Regions from separate parts of the Capra hircus genome. Here region 2 is linked to region 1. A link is a contact called in public Hi-C data. All regions are on one chromosome and are shown on one strand. The core of a region is the stretch at or near the end of the contact, and the rest is flanking DNA. Distances in the headings are between cores, read along the strand shown. Region 1 overlaps TBC1D1 (TBC1 domain family member 1). Region 2 overlaps TBC1D1 (TBC1 domain family member 1).

Region 1 (3,689 bases), core at 803-3,302:
CCATAAAAATTTTTGTTTTCTTAAGAACAGAACACTCTACAAGTGACATCCTGAACAGGAGGATGTTCCTTTGGCCCTCAAACTGAGACAGGCTGGGACTGGGACCCTATGCTTCAATGCTGCAGTGCTTGCTCCTGGACACATCTCCCCACCAGCAACAAAATACAAAGAAACTGTATGGAACTAAAAATAACTGTGGGTCTCCTGGGCTTTTGGGCAAATTCTAGACAAAAGATACAAAGAGACCAAAAAGCCCAACAGCCACTTCTGAAGAGCTTGGAGCAAAGCAGGGTACTTACTCTGCATGCCCCCTGCACATTACACAACCTAAGAGGTGGACAAAACACCCAAGGCGGCCCTCCAGCCTGACCCCTGGACACACACCCTACCCTCTGCCCATATAAGGAACTAGCTTGCTCCCCACAGTAAGAAAACAAGCAAGGGAACCTATTGTTTCTTCTCCTTCCCTCTGAAGCTGGGGCCCCAATAAATCTTGGCTGAATTTCTTGTCTGGCCTCTGATCAATTTCTATTGATTAAGGAGGCCAAGAACCCTGGTAACAAAACTTGGTCAAAAGCAGGAGTACCTTCTCTCCAACAAAGCCCAATTTTGCTTACCCACCAAAATGACACACACCATTACATCTCTGATTCCTCCCAAGCAAGAAATACTTCCAGTAATAACTAACTAAGCACAAGCAAAGCAAATGACTTACCCTTCATTAGGCAGGTAGCCCGTCTCCAGGAATATGAACCCACAGCCATGCCACGTGACCCAGGCTAAGAGTCCAAGTAAAAAATATCTGACTATAAGCTTTACCTGTAAATTCTAAGCAACCAGTAATAATGATTAAGTCCAACCCTGTACAGTTTAAGAAACAATTCTGATCCAAGAAGTCTCTTGAAGAAGAACCTATTTCCAACTGATAAGTGTGGCTGTATCTTGGTGTAGAGTGTGGATTGGGAAGTAGAGGGACTTAACACTTTATACTTTACCCATATCTGAATTAATTGAAATTTTATAATTAGCATTTATTATAATTAAATGTTTTAAATGAAAAAATACTTTCCTTGGTTCTGAATTTTTTTCTCCAGCCCTCCCATACTGGACATAAACCATTGTTAGGTTGCCTAGCATCAAATGACTGTCTTATTTAGGGAGAAATTCTCAAATAGGTGGCAGTATGGCCCCCTCTGCTGACGGGGGACAAATATTCACACTCTCTCCCTTTGTGGCAATCAACGCTGGCTCTGCCAGACAACCACGTGTTCATTCCTGTCTGGGATCTGAACTTCGAAGGGGTAAACTCAGGTCATACGGTCAGCGAGATCGGACTCACAAGGAGGGCAGTGTCACTGGAGTCCAGTGGGGCCACAACTCACAGCCAGTGGTGGGAGTGTGGAAGACACTGGCGTCTGGTAGCAGGGGTGTCAGAGTGGTGTCCTTAGCAAGCATTCCTGTGCTACAACCTCGGCCATGGTTCCGCCTGCCTGGCTCCCCTTGGTTGCTGCTCATTTGTGAGGCTGGATTATCTTGGTCTTTATGTTGATTCTGAGAACTACTTATATCCTTTCAATAAGTTCTTTTCCTGCTTATGTCAGCCAGGGTTGATTCCTGGAGCCAAGAATTGTGACCCAGAATTTGTCCATTCATTCAGCCAATAAAGTGTTTTATTTTTCCTTTTTTTTTTTTGGTCATGCCGCACAGCTTGTGAGATCTTAGTTGCCAGACCAGGGACCAAACCCGTGCCCCCTGCAGTGGAAGAGTGGAGCCCTAACCATTAGACCATCAGGGAAGTTCCCCAACAAAGTATTTAACTGCCTCATATGTGCCCAATACTGTTCTAGGCACAGGGATTCTGCTGTGAACAAAATTAAAATCCGTTCACTCGAAGAGGTTATAGCCCAGACGATCTCATTTCTTCCTGGCCCTGACCTTCCTTTGCCTTTCTCTGGAAGCCTGTTTTAATTTGATACTACCCCTCTAGCCCTAAGCCAAGCCAAGCTGAGCTGGTTTTTCTCAGTTTCCCTTGACATTAAGAAGCAAGGACATTTTCATGTCCTCCTGGCCTTGCTCTTGAGTTCAGGCCAGAACTATGGTTTTGACACCACGCACAGTCATTCATGGTCATTTCATAAGCATCTGCCAGCACCTAGACTATTTGAGACACTCTGCTAGGAGTTGAGTCACAATGTTGAAGCAGTCACTGCCCTCAGAGATATTACAATGAGGCAGCAAAGACAAACAACAGACATTTAAGGAAGCTATAAAGGGTGATGGGCGCCAGGGAAAAGAAAGCATGCTGCCCCAGAATATACAACAGAAACACCTTATCTGCTGTAGGAGGCAGCCAGGGAAGGCTTCCTGGGGAAGTGAGTTTTAAGCTGAGACACGAGGGATGATTTAAAGTCAGACAGCTGAAGAGGATAGAGAGCAGAATAGTCAGAAGGAACAACAGGGACTTCCCTGGGCTAAGACCCCACCCTCCCAATGCAGGGAGCAAGGGTTCAATTCCTGGTCAGGGAGCTAGATACCACATGCTGCAAGTAAGACCTGATGCGGCCAAATAAATTAATAATTCTTAAAAAGAAGGAACAACCAGAAGCAAGAGAGGGCGCAGCATGCAGAGAAAATGGAAGGACTTCAGTATGGTGGGGGCAAGAAACATAGGCACTTGTGAGGGAGGGACAGTGGTTAAGGTGAGGCTGGAGAGGCAGATAAAGAGCCTTATTGGCACTCCATAGCTTAATTCTCAGAATAATCAGAAGCCATCTGCTGACGAGCTCAAGCAGAGGTGGCAACAGAAGGGTGTATTGTTGGTTCTGCAAATTAGAAAGATCACCGCATGTCAGGTGGAATGAACTGGGGAGGGGAAATACAGAGACATCAGGATTATTTTAGAGCTCACCAAGAGGTAAAGAATCTGCCTGCCAGTGAAGGAGAAGCAGGAGATGCCAGTTCGGTCCATGGGCTGGGAAGATCCCCTGGAGAAGGAAATGGCAACCTGCTCCAGTATCATTGCCTGGAAAATTCCATGGACAGAGATCCTGGTGGGCTATAGTCCACGGGGTCTCAAAGAGTCAGAAACGACTGAGTGACTGAGCATGCATATAAGAACTAGTAGAGGCAAGGAAATGAAGAGAAGCAGCAATAGTCAAGACATGTATTGGGTACAATCAAAAAGACTTTCTGAGTGGTGGGTGGGTATGAGGTGAATACGGAGAGAGAGAAGTCACAGATGACCCCCAGGTGTCTGATTTGCATAACCAGGTGGACAGGAGGCCTTCAACCAAAAACAAGCAAAATGCTGAAGAGGAAAATGACTTTAGTTTGCTTGTTCATGTTCAGTTTAAAGTGACCAAGGAGAACTGCCTGATTGGCAGCTACAGATGTGGGCCTAGATTTCTGTGCAGAGATATGAGATAGAGGATGGGAGCTAGGATCACATGGGCAATGACTGAGGTCTGGGAGTAGTGAGATGCCCCTGCGGTTGATATAGTCACGAGGTAGGCTGTGTTATTCTTATAAAGATTCATCGCCCATTCCTGGGGGGAAGATTCAACTTTGCTACCTTGCTGTTGCCACATGACTTGTTTTGACCAAAGATATGCAAGTGGAAATGACATGGATCACCTCCTTCTGTACAGAAAGCTGACCTTTAAGGTCAGCGCAGCGTTCTCCCTGGGGCT
Region 2 (3,842 bases), core at 519-3,018, 67 kb before region 1:
AATTTTTAGAAAGTAAAAATAAGTACTTTAAAAAATATATTAGTGTGTATGAGTATATATATAAATATGCATACAGACACACATACATGCACATACACCTGGAAATCAGGACTGCCAATGACTGGGAAAAAAAGAAAAGGAAACGTACTTTCTCCAGTAAGTTATGGTTGCTAAAAGCAAAATTTTTAACATTCAAGTTATATTTTGCCTTAATACACAGAAGGAAATGCAAGATCACAAACCCAGCACTTAGAAAGCATACATCTTGTGACCTTAGCCACTTCGGTTGAATGACAAACAGTAAAATAATTCATTAAAAAATTCAACTGCAGTTGAGCTGATAACCCATGTTCATTTACCTGAGAGCAAAAGGATATCTCCTTAAAATTTTTCTGCAACGCTATTTTTTTGGTGTCAGGACTGATGAGGTAAACTTCAGATTGACCAATCTTAAAAGACAAAGAAAGAAAGAAACTAGCTTTGCATGAACACTGAATTCAGATTTATTATACAAACTTTCTCATTTCATGACCTAGGAAAATAAAGAATCAATGGCTCAAGCTCCTGTTTAACAGTGACCATATCATGTAGAAGACCACTTCCAGGGCACACTCTACTCTACGGGCTTTGGGTAGGAGATAACCGTCAAGGTGTTCACCTTCGTCAGGCAGCTGTCTTGAGATGAAAGGACCAAATACCTCATAGTCAGTCACAAAGCCTCAGGTTCCCACAGCTCCCCTTTGTGAAAGAGAGGTTTTCTACATAAGCGACTCTCCAAGGATACAGGAGCTTCTCTTTTAAAATTTCCAGGACACTTTCTAATGATCAGAAAAATCTTAAATTATTGTTAAAAAATCTACCATTTGTTGAGTACATACTGTGTTAGATACTCACTCCTGCTTACCTGACTTCCTAAAAAAGTTAACAGTGTGAGCACAAACTAACATTGTCTTACAGACGAGGGTCAGCCTAACAGATCTCCGTTAGGACAGAGGACTGTCGCAATAACCACATAGTTAACCGTGCAGCTCCCCTCCTTCCCCTGCTGTTCCCTGAACCCAGGATGCTCCTCTAGCTGGCCACAGTGACACTTCTGCTCAGTGAAAATCACTGCCTTCAGAAAGCCCTGATTCCCCAGAAGCCCTCACAGCCTCCTTCGCAGCATTTATCACAATTTTAGTGAGACAATTACTCATACAATCAGTTGTCAGTCTCTCACTGGAATCTAAATTTCACGTGGGCAGAGATCATGCCTGTCCTGTCCATTGCTGTATTTCTAGCATGCTGCAAGGGACCCTGTAGATAGCATTTACACAATAAATACTTGAAAATAAATGTACTAAGCAGCTTTCCCAATGATACCAAGAGGTGTTGGTGGGGTTCTTTTTTTTTTTTTAATACAGACCACACATTACAACACCAGTCTGACTGCCAACGTAGCACTCTTTTCAGTATATTAGGTCAACCATGAAAAGAGGAAGAAATCGGCCCTCTGACACTCCATCTCGATTTCGACCCTGTATATCTCCACAGCCAGCTTCCTCATCACTTGGCCCGGAGTTAGGCATGGAAACGTTATATTTAAGCACACCTTCCTCTCTCCCTAGACTCTCAGTCAGCCTTAGGCCAAAGAAGAGACAGAGGAGGCTGAGAACAATCTCCTTCCCATACTGCAGAGGCTAACTCACTAGGAAACCAGCTGAGTCCTATCAGTTCAGACCCAGAGAACTCCTAGGACAGCAACCTTTCCAGAACAGCTGGGATCAGCCCGGACCGAGGAGCCTCAACTGCCAGGACAGCCTCCTGCCCATGCCTTTTCTGGCATTTGGCTCACTGTCAGTTTATCAAACCATTTCTAGAAAAGAGTAAGCAGCTGGCTAAACTAATACTGTAGTTTGGGTATCAATTTCAAATATCAGTTATCCCCAATTACCCAGGTAACAAAGTGTAAGTAGTTTAACAAATTTATAAAAATAGTAAAGGGGTATTTTCCAAAAAAATTTTGCTGAAATATATTACTTGAAATATGTTTAAAAAAAAAAAAAAACCCTTTTGGAGCCTCTTTTACACACATTAATTGATTGTTCCACATTGAAAAGATGTCTTCACCATCATGTGGGAGGCAGATAAAAATCATACAGGATGTAAGATAGATTCTGTTTGTTACCCCCTAATGGGGGTAATGGGGACTAAATAAGGATTCTATCCTGATAAAAGAATTATTCAGAATAAAAATATATGGATTCACACATAAATCCAAAAGCAATTCACAGATAATCTTCGTTCAACTAAGCAGATTTTCTTTTGAACACACAGACCAGACTGGGGATGTGCAGGAGGCTTGATAATATTTTACCGTGAAGAGCATAGTTCGATTTTCCTCAATATCTGTCGGCTGCACAATATTGTGTCCACTAATCAGGTGGTTCTCGATGTCGCTCTCCTCAAAAGAGCTGAAGAAACTACTACTCCGCAGCCCTGCATCCTGAAACTCCTTTCGGAAGGCCAAGGAGCGCAGCCCGGGCTGCGAGAAGGACTTGCGCATCGGCCGCGGGCCCCGCTCCCCATCCCCCGGTGGCTGCGGTGCAGACCGGAACTGATCCGAGGAGAAGCCGCCGCTCACGTGACTGAAGCCTTCGATGCACTCATCGATCAGGGCGGGTGGAGCCTTCCTGTGCGCCACGGCCACGCGGCCGCAGAACAGCACCTCGAACTTCTTGGCGAATGTGTCATCGAACTCCGAAGGGCAGCGGAGCTCCTCCTGGCGGGCGATCTTCCCAGCCTGCCGGATGGAACTGATGATCTCAGGCACCTGCGGGGAAAGGAAGGAATGTCATTTGGAACCTGCTGTGGTTGGGCTTCCCTGGTAGCTCAGCTGGAAAAGAATACGCCTGTAATGCAGGAGACCCGGTTCGATCCCTGGGTTGGGCGGATACCCTGGAGAAGGAAATGGCTACCCACTCCAGTATTCTTGCTTGGAGAATCCCATGGACAGAGGAGCCTGGCAGGCTACACACATACGTGGGGTAGCAAAGAGTCGGACAGGATTGAGTGACTAAGCCCAGCCCAGCACAGTGGTTGGGACGCACAGGGCCCGCATCCACAGGAGCCACGTCATGCTGCCCACATCGGTACACTGCGTATTTCATCACATGGGGCCAAAGGAGAAGCCCACAGAGTTCCGGACCAGGAGAGGGAAAGGCACAACTTTCACAGAGAGGAGGAGAGCAGTATTTATTAAGCATCCATTACATGCTGGGGATACACTAGGGGACTCATGTGCCTGCAAGCTTAAGTGATAAGTCCACAGACACAGCAAGTTAAATCCAGGCTGGTCCCCCTACTCCAGAGCCAAAGGTCTTCTCTGAGAAGCTGTCACTCTCCCTTCAAAAAGTCTGTCACCAAAACAGTATGCAGTTATTCTAGATTTCATGGCAGTACATCGTGGCAGTGCATCAAGTCTTCTAAAATAAAAGACAGGATGAGGATAACAAGACTGAAATTACCTTACACAACCTTTCTTCTAATCATAACATCATTATTTTCTCTAATGACAACTGACAATTTATTCCTCAGTTTTATATTCCCTAAGAGTTGAACAGTATTGACTACACAGCTAGGTGGTTTTAATCAAGGAATAAGCAACCCATGACAGTATCATTATCAAGGCAACACACTGTGGCTTCTTTCCACTGAACTTCTAAAGCCTCTGGTTCCTAATGTAGTCATGATCAAGAGAATGAACAAAAGAGTCTCATGTACTATTGTCAGGCCAACTGCTATACCCTCTCATCATTAGCTTCTGACGAGATCCTTCAAAGAAGCCACAGAAAGAGACGAGT

Evidence for each region. Hi-C and Micro-C count contacts between places; a contact is called where the count stands out from the background.
Region 2: a contact with region 1 is called in a Hi-C map of blood, with 1.7 times the contacts expected there. The contact joins two enhancer-like sites. A contact is called at or near these places in 2 of 5 Hi-C or Micro-C datasets (both in blood).

What each region holds. Positions count from the first base shown.
Region 1 is chr6:57,816,259-57,819,947 of ARS1.2, reverse strand. All of the region lies in intron 2 of TBC1D1 (TBC1 domain family member 1), which reads right to left. Among named protein-coding and RNA genes, the nearest start is that of TBC1D1, 45 kb to the right of the region's middle. Within about 2 kb of position 2,052, at least 1 of the 5 cell types and tissues checked has an H3K27ac peak or open chromatin away from gene starts, as enhancers often do.
Region 2 is chr6:57,883,262-57,887,103 of ARS1.2, reverse strand. It overlaps TBC1D1 (TBC1 domain family member 1), which reads right to left. Exons shown (of 20, transcript XM_018049370.1): 3 at 2,357-2,812; 4 at 360-449. Among named protein-coding and RNA genes, the nearest start is that of TBC1D1, 110 kb to the right of the region's middle. Within about 2 kb of position 1,768, at least 1 of the 5 cell types and tissues checked has an H3K27ac peak or open chromatin away from gene starts, as enhancers often do.